Linked DNA regions of Mus musculus: regions 2 and 3 are each linked to region 1. Evidence: chromatin contacts called from public HiChIP or PLAC-seq data. All regions are on one chromosome and are shown on one strand. The core of a region is the stretch at or near the end of the contact, and the rest is flanking DNA. Distances in the headings are between cores, read along the strand shown.

Region 1 (3,949 bases), core at 1,381-3,880:
CCAGAACTTAGACCCGTGTTGGTCAGCAATGGCACATGACTGAGCAATGCCCAGCCCGGCCTAGGGAGTTGCCAGGGCCAGCCCGAGACCACACAGTCCCCAGACTCCATGGAGATCTCCCTGCTGAAGAGCTGTCAAGATCTACAAAACACAGGGAGGGAGCGAGCCCTTCTTGTCAGGGCATGGACCGCATGCCTTTGCTGATGCGCGTTGTCATCTGTGCCTCGGCATAGACGTGGACACCAGGATTGCTGTGGAGTCTGGGGTGGGGGCTCAGGGCACTCGGAGGAGGGAGAAAGGGGCCATCCCAGGAGACAGGCCCCTGCCTGGGACAGAGGTGCCTAGTCAAGGCCAACCTTTCCCAGGTATTTTTTCCCTATTTATTGGGGACAGAAGAGACGTCTGTCTGGGTGAGGCAGAACCTTCTCTTCTCCCTTCCTTGCCTGTTGTCCTGGCAGGTCCAGCCCACTCTACCTCCTTAGCTTTTCCTGTGCCGCCTCGACTCATGGGTGGGGCTGGGTGCGGGCATGGCTTAAAAGAACCCCCCCCCCCGCCCTGAGGATACACGGGCCGTGGTGGAGGCCCAGGGCCTGTCTGGCATCCCCAAGTCTCCCTTCTGCCTACTGCCTCAGGTGACGGGTGTAACTAGCTCTGGAGGCAGTGGGGTAGATGGTCTGGGGGAGGGGTGTCCTGCAGCCTCTGCTACCCAGGCCACAGCCACTCTTGGGTTCCATCTTGCTAATAAATGCTGGCTCTGGGACTAGACTTTGGTTTCTCTCCTTGGTGATTGGAGTGGGAATGGAGGCGGGTTAGGGCCACAACTGCTGAGAAATTTCAAGCCAGGGAGGGACCTGAAGGCAGTGCATCTGCTACAAGAGGCAGGGGATCTCTGAGTTTGAGGCCAACCTGGTTACAGAATGTCTTCTAGGACAGTCAGAGAAACCCTATCTTGAAAAAAAAAACACACACACACACAACATCTGTGTAGAAGACAGGTTTGGTTTAATAATCAGGGCTCCTGCATTTCCTAAGCTCCAGAGACCCCTGCGGCCCAGGCTCCACTTAACCCTGTGCAGTTGAGGGTGGGTGGAGCCCAAGGGCTGAAGTGACAGATGACATTTGCTCCTGAACAGAGCCCTCCTCACTCAGGACGAATGACAAAATTGCCAGGACAGGGAATCTACTTCCTACTATCTTTAGGGACAATTCTATGCTTGGAGCTTGGGACCCTAGCACCCCCTTGTAGTCTGTCACAGAGTTGAGTCTGGTTTAGGAAAAGAGGCTCTAGACCCATAGAGAGCCCAAGATGGGGTTTCCGGTTATATGGGCAGAAGCCATCTCTAGCACCTAGATGCTCCGCACAGCAGGCTCCATATGTCACCAACTGCTACACCTGAGCAGGTCTCCAAACCCTGGAATAGAGGCTGTCAGGTTAGAGTGGTACCCTATGCAGGTCCCACATTATGAGTAGACCAAGCAAAAGCAGAGCAAGTGAGACCCCACTCACTCTTCTGTACTCTGGGGAGCGCCAAGATCTTCACATCTGACAATAGGCTTGCCAAAGATACACTGAATGTAGCCACCTCTATGGTGATCTTTGTTGCATCTAAATGCACATGTACGCTTAGACAGTGTGCATGGGCTGGCACAGGCAAGCATGTATGCACACACAGGCACACAGGTGTGCATCTAAATGCTTAGGCAAGGGCACTGTGAATTCACACAAAGCCCTGCAAAATGAGCACACACACACACCCGTGCCTAGACGGAGAACAGGTAGAGCATGCTGGACTGAAGTACATGCCCAGCATGCGGGCATCCTAGACTTGATCCCCAGTATACACACACAGAGCACCACTGCACATCCACAGGCTGCACTCATCATCATTTAAACAGGTATGTAAGAGCACATGTACTTAACTACTAGCAGGTACACATACATGCAGGTATACAGGACTGGGTGTGTGCACTTAACTTCGCTCGATTCTAGTAAGGAACAGAAAGACACACATGGGCTGTGTATAGCAGACTCACCCATCTACCAGCAGAGGACATGTAGACACCATGTACAGGGTCACATTTAACCCTGAGTGGTAGGCAAATAGTCACCTATTCCCTCAGGGCTCCCAGGAGGCACAGTACCCTCTGGTCCAGAGACACCCCACTCTTCTAAGCCACTGCTAATTATGTGAGCCTCTTCTAATCGGTAAAATGGGGCTGAGATTCGGGCACCACCTTCCTCCAAGTTCATGTAAGCTTACAAGATAAGGAGAGGTGACCACAGCTGGGAAAACATTAGGCCCTCTGTGCCTACACCTCCTTCAGCACTCTCCTGCCAGCTCCCAGTCCCCCCACTCCCGGGACTAAAGGGTCTGTTCCCTCAATTCTGCCAAATAAATGTATATAGGACAGGAGTGGAAGAGGACTCTCTAGGATCTCATCTGGAGACCTGGAGGGGGGCAGAGGGGTGCCAAGTCAGCAGTTGAAGGATTGGGGCCTTGCCAGCCAGATTAAAATGCTAGGAGACTGAGCTTCACCTGTCCTTGTCTCTGATTGGCCCTCGGGCATCCCTAGCTCCCAAATCCCACCGAGCTACCCCACCAGGACCTGTGCAGGTCTGTGGAGAGCCAGTTGATTGTTGGCTTTGGGGCCAGAAGGTCGTCTGAGGAGGCCGGGGAGGCTGCCTACCCTGTCCCTTTGCCTGCTGCTGGGACCATGGGGGCTGGGGCCAGCGCTGAGGAGAAGCACTCCAGAGAGCTGGAGAAGAAGCTGAAAGAGGATGCTGAGAAGGATGCCCGCACTGTGAAACTGCTGCTTCTGGGTAGGGGTGTGGGCCAGCGATGGGGAGGGGACAGCTGCCGGGCAGTCAGGCTAGGCAAACAGCCTCTCCTTGAAGCAGGGATTCCTTAGACGGAGGAAGAATGACAGTGTGGTGGGAGCCATTCCCAGGCAAGGCCAGGTGATGATGTCATAGTCCCCAAGGCAAGGATCCCAAGATAATTTCTTGGGACCCTTTTTTTTAAAAAAAAGATTTATTTTATGTAGGTGAGTACACTGTCGCTCTCTTAGACACACCATAAGAGGGCATCGGATCCCATTAAAGATGGTTGTGAGCCATCATGTGGTTGCTGGGAATTGAACTCAGGACCTCTGGTAAAGCAGTCAGTGCTCTTAACCACTGAGCCATCTCTCCAGCCCCTGGGGACACTCTTCTCTGCAGAAGGGTATACCAAACACCATTGTATGAATGTGTGTGTTCAGGCACATTTTGCCCTCAGACTATAGCTGTGGGTTTTCCAGGCCTGCTCAGCAAGGTATTCTTGGCTTTTCTTTCTCTCTTGAGAATAAGGTCTGAGAATAACTCTAGGATCACCCAGGTCCACAAAGGCACTGGGTGCCAGAACTTGGTCATCAGTAGACCTGTGAGACAGCTTTTAAAAGTGGAAAGATGCCAGGCAGTGGTGGCGCAGGCCTTCAATCCCAGCACTGGGAGGCAAGAACAAGTGACTCTCTGAGTCTGAGGCTAGCCTGGTCTACAGAGTGAGTTCCAGAATAGCCAGGCTTACACAAAAGGAAAAAAGGAAGTGGAAAGATATTGAGGCCTACATGGGATAAATAAAGCCAACCTCATGATCCCGTGGGTATTGAGGGGACATGCGGGTACCATTGCTTAACCCCAAAGGGAAAGTTGCTGCTTTAGAAGGGCAGCCAGAGGTACTAAGCCAGAGCCCCAAGAGAAAGGCCAAAGCTAAGCCGGAAATCCCATTAATTGTATCCAACACCCTTAAGGAGTGCAGGCTCAGAAAGGATATCGGCTCTGTCCTCTCCCCCATCTAAGGATGCTAATTCCCTCTGAGTCTCTCAGAGACATCTCCCTAGTTTCAGGTGAAAAGCAGAGGCTGGTCCATTCGGATAGTCCTATGCATGTGGTACTGAAAATCTCCACAAG
Region 2 (3,996 bases), core at 84-2,583, 670 kb before region 1:
TGAGGTTGGCCCTGAAATTTGGCAGCAATACTCCTCCAGGACTAAGACTACAGGCATGAGCATCCAGACCAACCTGAATATTCTTTCTGTGTCATCCCTTTGCAGAATTTCTAAAGTACCTCTCTCTATTTGTCTGGCCTTTCACTGGCTCAATTTAAACACCATAAACTACACCTAGACCACACCCCAAACACATAAGTTCTGTTCTCTTTTTCAGTCCTCATATTGGTCATAATCAATGAGAAACCTACCCTATTATTTGACTCCTACACAGCAGCACCACCCAGGCATTTCTCCCCGACTGGGGAGTACAATCCCTTCTAGTTAACAATCTCTTAAGAGGCCTCATATTTGAATCTGCTCTAGTAAACCTGGAACTTTTTTTTTGGGGGGGGGGTGCTGCTCACTGTATGAGACCAGCCCTGAACCTACAGCAATCCTACAGCCTCTGCTCCTGCAAACCAATAAAGCATATGCCAGCGTGCCTGGCAAAGTCTTGTAACTTTCGATCTTCTATTTTGCTCCAGGAGTCAAGCTCCCCTCCCTTCCCCTCCCCTCCCACTCTTACATCTAACTACTGCTACAATTGTCCCGGACCATCTGACAACTGGCTTCTAGTTTTTGGCTTTGAATCCTGTCCCACGGTTTACAAGTTACAAAGTATCACAGTTTACAAGTTACAAAGTATCCACTTCGGATCCTCTCTCCACGCCAGGAGCGTCCTAAGCCACAAATTGCTACCGAGGTTTTAATTGTTAAGGATCGGAGGTGTGTAAGGGGTGGAAACTTCCCCCACCAAGGTCACCATCAAGCGCCCAAGTCTTCGGTGGTTAAGTGCTTTCCCCCACCTTCCCGCTCCCGCCGACCCCAGCGCGCCCCCTTTTCTATATTCTACACCCCCTGTCCCCGCCGGTCCAAGACTACTGTGAATCCGAATGGACCGGGACAAACCCCACGCCTGTCAGCGCTGTCCCCCAGCTGATCCCGGGGTTTCTTTCATCAGCGGCCGCTGTCAAGCCACTCTTTCAGACTCCAGGCACCGCCCCCGGCCCGCCTCCACCTAAAACTGAGGACAGAGGTCCGGCCTGAGGGCCAGCGAGCCGGCTAGACGCTCTGCGCCGCAGGAGGGCAGGGCGGACGCTCACCACTGCGCCCCACGTTGGAGCGTGGTCCCCATCAAGGCTCCGAGCTCCGTCTTCTGGGTCTCCACATCCGGTCGCTCACGGCTGCCCCGGCCTTCCGCCATCTCGTCCGCCGCCCCGGCCCAGCCGGCCCGGACATCCGCCTAGCGCACGGCGTGCTATGGGCCGCGCCCACGCACGCACGTAACCACGCACGTGCGCGCGCCCGGCACCGCCGTCGACTTTCGCCTCTTCTCCCCGCCCCCACGCGCTGTTAACCCCCCCCCGCCCCCTCCGGAGCCGAAGCGGACAGAAGCAGGCTGGACGCCCAGAGGCGGCGGCCACATCCACCCGTGTCTGAGCGGCTCCTGCGATCTGACTGCTGGCCCGCCCTCGACCCATCAGTCACTCGCTCCATCCTGGCCTGTGAGGTTAGCCTGATGCTAAATCCGTGCAGGAGGAGCCTGCCGCTTGCTTTTCTTGTTTCCACTCGGTTCCATGCGGCTTTCAGCAAGACTGCCTAAATGCGAGATTGAATTTACTGCCTCGGCAGCCCCTGTAGCCAAGTGCACACGGACGCATTGAGATCTGGACTGTCCGGTGTGGTCCAGCCATTAATAGTTGTTTCAAACAAGGGCCGGCGCGATGGCTACGTGGGTGACAACTGGGTTTGATCCCCAGAACCCGTGTAAAAGTGGAAAAAGAAAACTGACTCTTTAAAGTTGTCCTTTGTTCTCGACACAGACACTGTGGCACGCGTTCGCCAAACAGGCACACAATAGTGAAATTTGTTGTTTGTTTGGGACAGGTTTCTTCTAGCTGCTGTCCTGGAGCTGTTTATGTAATCTAGGCTAGTCTCGAATTTAGGCCCATTTGCCCTTTTCTCCAGAGTGCTGGGATTAAAAGCATACATCACCACACCTGCAAAAAACAAAAATAAAGTCATAAATAGACGCAAAAAACAAAGTTGTCTTAAACAACTTTGTATCCTGTCAGCCATCCAGGTCAAGGAGAGAGTAGCAACCACCGAAGCCGACAGAGGTCCAGGCATCTTAATTTTTTCCTGAAACAATGATTCCGTTTTCTTCCGGGCGGTGATGGCACAGGCTTTTAACCCAGCACTCAGGAGGCAGAGGTAGGCAGATCTCTGAATTCGAAGCCAGCCTGGTCTACAGAGAGAATTTTAGGACAACCAAGGCTACAAGAAACCCTGTCTTGAGGAGAAGAAGAAGAAGAAGAAGAAGAAGGAGAAGGAGGAGAAGGAGGAGGAGAAGGAGGAGAAGAAGGAGGAGGAGGAGAAGAAGGAAAAGGAGAAGGAGAAGGAGAAAAGGAGAAGGAGGAGGAGGAGGAGGAGGAGGAGGAGGAGGAGGAGGAGGAGGAGGAGAAGGAGAAGGAGAAGGAGAAGGAGAAGGAGAAGGAGAAGGAGAAGAAGAAGAAGAAGAAGAAGAAGAAGAAGAAGAAGAAGAAGAAGAAGAAAAAGAAAAGATTGCAAGTCTTGAAAATCTTGCTCTGGAACAGGTTTAAAAGCATGGTAGAAAGCCATCTGTGGAGATGCCCGGGCAACTGGTGAGCTTTTGCTTTTCAGGCAAATCCTGTTTTGTTTCGGTTTTTTTTTTTTCGAGACAGGGTTTCTCTGTGTAGCCCTGGCTGTCCTGGAACTCACTCTGTAGACCAGACTGACCTTGAACTCAGAAATCCGCCTGCCTCTGCCTCCTGCTGTGGTTAAAGGTGTGCACCACCACACCTGGCACAAATCCTGTTCTTAACAGTAAGGCAAGTAAAACAGTTTCTTGGCGGATAGGAAAGCATGTCCTTCAAAAAACTAATACAAAACAAACGAACCCCCAATTCCCTCACCTTCCCAGTAGATTAAAAAAAAAAGATACATTTTATTTTATGTGTATGTGTGTGCGCCCTGCATAAATGTATGTGCACCACCTGTATGCAGGCACCCTCAGGCCAGAGAGCATTGTAACCCCGAGAGCAATGGTTCTCAACCTTCCTTATGCTGGGAGTCTTTAATACAGTTCCTCATGTTGTAGTGACCCCCCTACCAAATTATTTTGTTGCTACTTCACAGGTGTAATTTTGCCGGGCAGTGGTGGCACAGGCCTTTGATCCCAGCACTTGGGAGGCAGAGGCAGGTATATTTCTTTTTTTTTTTTTTTTTTTTTTTTTTTTGGTTTTTCGAGACAGAGTTTCTCTGTGTAGCCCTGGCTCTCCTGGAACTCACTTTGTAGACCAGGCTGGCCTCCAACTCAGAAATCTGCCTGCCTCTGCCTCCCGAGTGCTGGGATTAAAGGCATGAGCCACCATGCTGGGCTGGCAGGTGGATTTCTGAGTTGGAGGCCAGCCTGGTCTACAGAGTGAGTAACGGGACAGCTAGGGCTATACAGAGAAACCCTGTCTCGAAAAACCAAAAAAGAAAAAAAGAAAAGAAAAGCTTAAAAAGGAAAAAAAAAAAAATGGAAGACTTTGATTTAAGTAATGTTTGAGTATGGTCCTGAAGAAACAGTTGGGAGGAAGAAGCATAAATCAGAAGGAATGCAATTCATTGTCAGAGTGGGGATTAGGCCAAAGAGCTGAGCTTTGACTGTTGGGAAGGTTAAGGAGTCTACAGCTAGAGAGGAAGCAAGTGGGACCACTAGTTTAATGAAGGCAGTCATTAGAGATTGGGACAGAGGTGAGATGCCTGAGGGTGTCTTACAGCACAAAGAGGCACCGGGGACCTAGGTCAGTTAGGAACCAAATGACTGTAGCTTCAGGGGAAGACACAGATCTCGGCTGTCGTGGCAGAGGGGATCCATCCAGTGCAGGTGACATAGGTCACTTGAGAAGACTGTATGTTGGCTTTTTTGTTTGTTTGGTTTTGGTT
Region 3 (4,033 bases), core at 736-3,235, 790 kb after region 1:
CCTGCTATGGCCAAGTTCTGGCCCCAGCTGCTTATCCCTTCTCCACAATTCTTTCCAAACAGAAAAACCCATGGTCACAGTGTTTTTCTCTTAGAAACAAGTTTAATAGAACTGTCAGCAAATAACCTATAGGAAAAGAAAGAAGGCCCATTTCCGTTCACAGTATGTTGGGGCCCAGGTACCAACAGTGTAGGGCTTTCTGATACCCTCAGGATCATTCAGGCAGAGTGGAGACTGTTGAGGATGTAGGTAGGCCAATCCAATAGCCCCAGCACCAAGGGCACACACACCTGTTCCTGAGCCCAGACTCACTGGTAAGCTTGTTTCTGGACCGTCTGGGTTCACAGGTATGAGGGTCAAGTCTAGCTTGGGATGTGATTCTTAGGTAGGGCAGCTTTAGGTTTGTTTCCAGGCACGTCTGAACCTCAGTCCACGGAGGCAGCCAGTCATCACATGCAGACATCTCCTTTCTCCACTTGATGGCACAGGAGGTAGGGAGGGGAATGTAGGGTTAAGTTCCTTGACCTTGCTTTATGCAAAGTGAAATATATTTGTGTTACTTCTCTCCATTTTCCCCAACTGGATGAAATGGACCTATTCTGAATACTTTTTATTGAAAAACCAGCCAGTGTGAGGGAAATGGGAGGTCAGAGATCAGAATCCTTTGAAAAGATTGTGAAATACTGATTTTCATTGTTTAAAGCGTATTTGTAAATACCTATTTGAATGCTGTGTATTTGTACAGGAATTTGAGCAAAAAAATGTATAGAGTATGTCTAATTGGTAATAAGCCCTATAAATGTGTTTTTAACCTCTGGCATTCTGTGCTTATTTAAAACAAGAAAACTTCTAACCATTTCTTTTGTGTATTCATGTCTAAAGAAAAACTGACTTAAAATTATCTTACCTGTACCAGAAAAGTTAAAGAAAAAAATTTGTGCCAGTGTCCCAAGAGGCATTTTACTGTATATATTGTGGTAGCATGTTATAAATCCAACAAAAAATGTGACTTTTAGATGTAAATATCTGGCAACTGACTCCCCCACCTCCATCCCTTGACTGCTGTGATGTGAATTAAAGATGAATACCTGATATTGATCCACTGATTTCACTGAATGGGAGCATAAGTGCCCCTCTCAAACCCTTGTCGCCGGGCTCCAAGCCCTTTTAGCTCCAGATACTTTTCTGCACTTAGTCGGCCGCTCTCCATATTCCGCCTTCCAGGGCGAGTGGCCAAAGCCCTTGCACTTAGCATTAGGGCAGTCCAGGCGGTAATGTCTCCAGTTCCCATCCTCGTGTCTCCAAGAGTGGAGAACAAAACCTCCCAAGATCCCATGGCCTCCATTTGGAAGGTAGACCAACGCCTCTGCTCGCAGCCTTGCCGCGAGGTCCTCAGAGGCCCAGGACGGGAAACGACTAGGCAGGCCGAGACCTTTCGTTTAAGAGGTTCTGCCGTCTGACCCAGGTTAAAGCGGGGTCTGAGCAAGCCGGCGAATCAAAGTGGACGTTCCCCTTGATTGGCTCGGCAATCCACGTGGTAGTTCAAAACAAGGAACCGCTTCTGATCCATGCTCCCGCCGCCCATCCTACTGGCTATAGGGTGGCGCCAGAAATGCTGCTCTACGAGTCCGGGCGTCGGGAGGAGTGGGTGTGGAACCAAGACTCGGCATTCGGGTCGAGTCAATAGATTGAGAGGGTTCCGGGTAAGCAGCCAAAGCAGCTGCCCTAACCCAACATGGCGACCCGTGCACCTTCCCTCCGCACCCCTATGGACCGCCCAGGCTCAATCAGCAACCGACAACTGTCTAGGTCCCAGACAGCAGCAGCCAATGAGGGAGGGTAGCGTGGAGCCGCCGGTCTGGGCTCCTGGGCACGTGGACCAATGAGGATGCAGCATATGGGTGGGCGCGGGGATCGCACACCAATGGGAAGCTCAGGTTTCTGTTCCAGCCCACTAGGCGGAACACCGCGCCGGGTGCGGTTCATTCGCGCGGCGGCGGCGGTGGTGGAGACGGCTGAGGAGGATGTGGGCTACGCGCGGGCTGGCGGTAGCGCTGGCCCTGAGCGTGCTGCCTGACAGCCGGGCGCTGCGGCCAGGAGACTGTGAAGGTGCGGGGGACCGGATGGGGGCGGCCTGGCGGCGCTAAACCCAAGGAAAGCGAAAGGGTGGGAGCGACGGCCCGTCCCGGGGCTCCGCTGGAGAAAGGGCCTCACTTATTTCCCGGGCCTAGAGACGTTGACCCATTTAAGGGAACGCGTCGGTTCAGTAGCGTTAATAACTTGGCCGGAAGCCCACATCCCGGGAGTTTTTGTCTTCCCATCACTTTAGCGATTACAGGAAGGCATCCTGTGGGCCGCAACCGTCTCGGGGTTACTAAGCTGCACTTGGGGGTTCGATGTATTTGGAATGAGGAGCATTTTGATCATTTGCTTCAGCCTTCAATCTGTCCCTTATGAGGTCACAATGAGTTCCCTCAAGGACACGTGTCCACTCTAGACTTAAACTTGAAAAGAGCAGAGAGGGTTGTGTGTGGGTCACTTGGGTAATGTTCATTCCCAGCATGCAACTGGGTACAAGGACCCCAGCAACCTAAGGGCTCTGTGCACTTCTGAGTACCCGAGTTAAAAAAAAAAATTAATCCCTTCTAGCAAAACTGCTGACAGAGTTTTTTCCAGGGGAAATGGAGACTAATAATTACTTACCATCTCCTCCCTCTTTTCCAGTTTGTATTTCTTATCTGGGACGATTTTACCAGGACCTCAAAGACAGAGATGTCACATTTTCACCAGCCACTATTGAAGAAGAACTTATAAAGTTTTGCCGTGAAGCAAGAGGCAAAGAGAATCGGTTGGTAAGTAGCTGGTGACCCACCCAGCCTGTCCCTGGCTCTTGGGCACTGTCCACTTTGTGATGGGACTTGTATATATACTAATGTGAGGTTTAAGTGTTTTTATCCTCTATTTATTAAACATTGCTATAAGCTGAATATTGGTAAGACCAGGAGAGAAAATGACAGGCAACTGCAAGGCAGTGATGCCAGATGCCATGAAGGAAATAAGCTAGGAGAGTTGGTGGGTGGGAGCTGAGAGAGAAAGTAGTGGGTATCTACCTCTGAGGACAGGGAGTCAGTGAGGTGGAGTGAGCACAACTCAGGCAATGGGAGTGCCCAAAGACCAGAATGAATTTGGTGTGATTGGAACCAGAAGTAGTTGGCTAGGTGCCCCGAGATGGCCAGGGCCAAGTCAAGGTCAAGGACCCTGGCGGAGCATCAGCCTCTTGTAGCTTTAATTTCCATGGTAGTCTCTCATCGGAACTCTAACTCTGCAGCTGAGCATATATCAAGTGCCTCGGGCCTGGGACAGCTAGATCTGGGCAGACTAACAAACCGAAGCCTTGGCAAAGAGAGGTTTTCAAGGTGACCTAACAGTTGTCTGGAACTGGAGAGTTGGTTATGAATGTGTGCTGCTCTTGTGGAGGACCTGAGTTCAATTCCAGCATCCACAGCACCCTGCACTGCAGCTCCAGGGAACCTGATGCCTTCTGGCCTCTGACACATGCTCTCATGCATGCAGATTTTTTTCAAGGCTTTCATTTTGTTTTGTTTTGGTTTTTGCTGCAGTGCTACTACATTGGAGCCACAGATGATGCTGCCACCAAGATCATCAATGAGGTGTCGAAGCCCCTGGCCCACCATATCCCTGTGGAAAAGATCTGTGAGAAGCTGAAGAAGAAAGACAGCCAGATCTGTGAACTAAAATACGGTGAGTGTGACTCGGACCCTGTGCCTTCTACCATCTCTGCATACCCTTTCTGGACTTAACTTTCTAGCCAGAAGAGTCATCAAAAGCGGGTTTGTAGCATAAAGGATGATTCTCTGTGCTGCAGGGAACAGACTTGCGCATCGAACATAGGTGGAGGTCAAAGGGTGACTTAACATACTTTGAAGGATGAGGGTTGACCCAGAGGCCATCTGATAGAGCAGTGCAGATAGAGATTATAGATAGTGGTGGAGTACGTAGAGGTCAAGTTGGA

What was found. HiChIP or PLAC-seq counts read pairs in DNA pulled down with a chosen protein or histone mark.
Region 2: a contact with region 1 is called in an H3K4me3 HiChIP or PLAC-seq map of bone marrow-derived macrophages, with 4 times the contacts expected there. The contact joins the promoter of Usp4 here to the promoter of Gnat1 in region 1. A contact is called at or near these places in 2 of 39 promoter capture datasets (both in liver), 1 of 484 Hi-C or Micro-C datasets (liver) and 2 of 115 datasets of contacts at active chromatin or transcription factors (bone marrow-derived macrophages and pancreatic cancer cells).
Region 3: an H3K27ac HiChIP or PLAC-seq map of large pre-B cells shows a contact between it and region 1, with 3 times the contacts expected there. The contact joins the promoter of Manf here to the promoter of Gnat1 in region 1.

Annotation. Positions count from the first base shown.
Region 1 is chr9:107,678,315-107,682,263 of GRCm38.p6, reverse strand. It overlaps Gnat1 (guanine nucleotide binding protein, alpha transducing 1), which reads left to right and starts at 2,630. Exons shown (of 9, transcript NM_008140.3): 1 at 2,630-2,821. The coding sequence starts at 2,716. Sema3f (sema domain, immunoglobulin domain (Ig), short basic domain, secreted, (semaphorin) 3F) reads left to right here. Exons shown (of 18, transcript NM_001379496.1): 18 at 1-765.
Region 2 is chr9:108,345,168-108,349,163 of GRCm38.p6, reverse strand. Usp4 (ubiquitin specific peptidase 4 (proto-oncogene)) reads right to left here and starts at 1,333. Exons shown (of 22, transcript NM_011678.2): 1 at 1,146-1,333. The coding sequence starts at 1,246.
Region 3 is chr9:106,889,890-106,893,922 of GRCm38.p6, reverse strand. It overlaps Manf (mesencephalic astrocyte-derived neurotrophic factor), which reads left to right and starts at 1,985. Exons shown (of 4, transcript NM_029103.4): 1 at 1,985-2,109; 2 at 2,725-2,852; 3 at 3,621-3,762. The coding sequence starts at 2,025. It overlaps Dock3 (dedicator of cyto-kinesis 3), which reads left to right. Exons shown (of 53, transcript NM_153413.2): 53 at 1-1,098.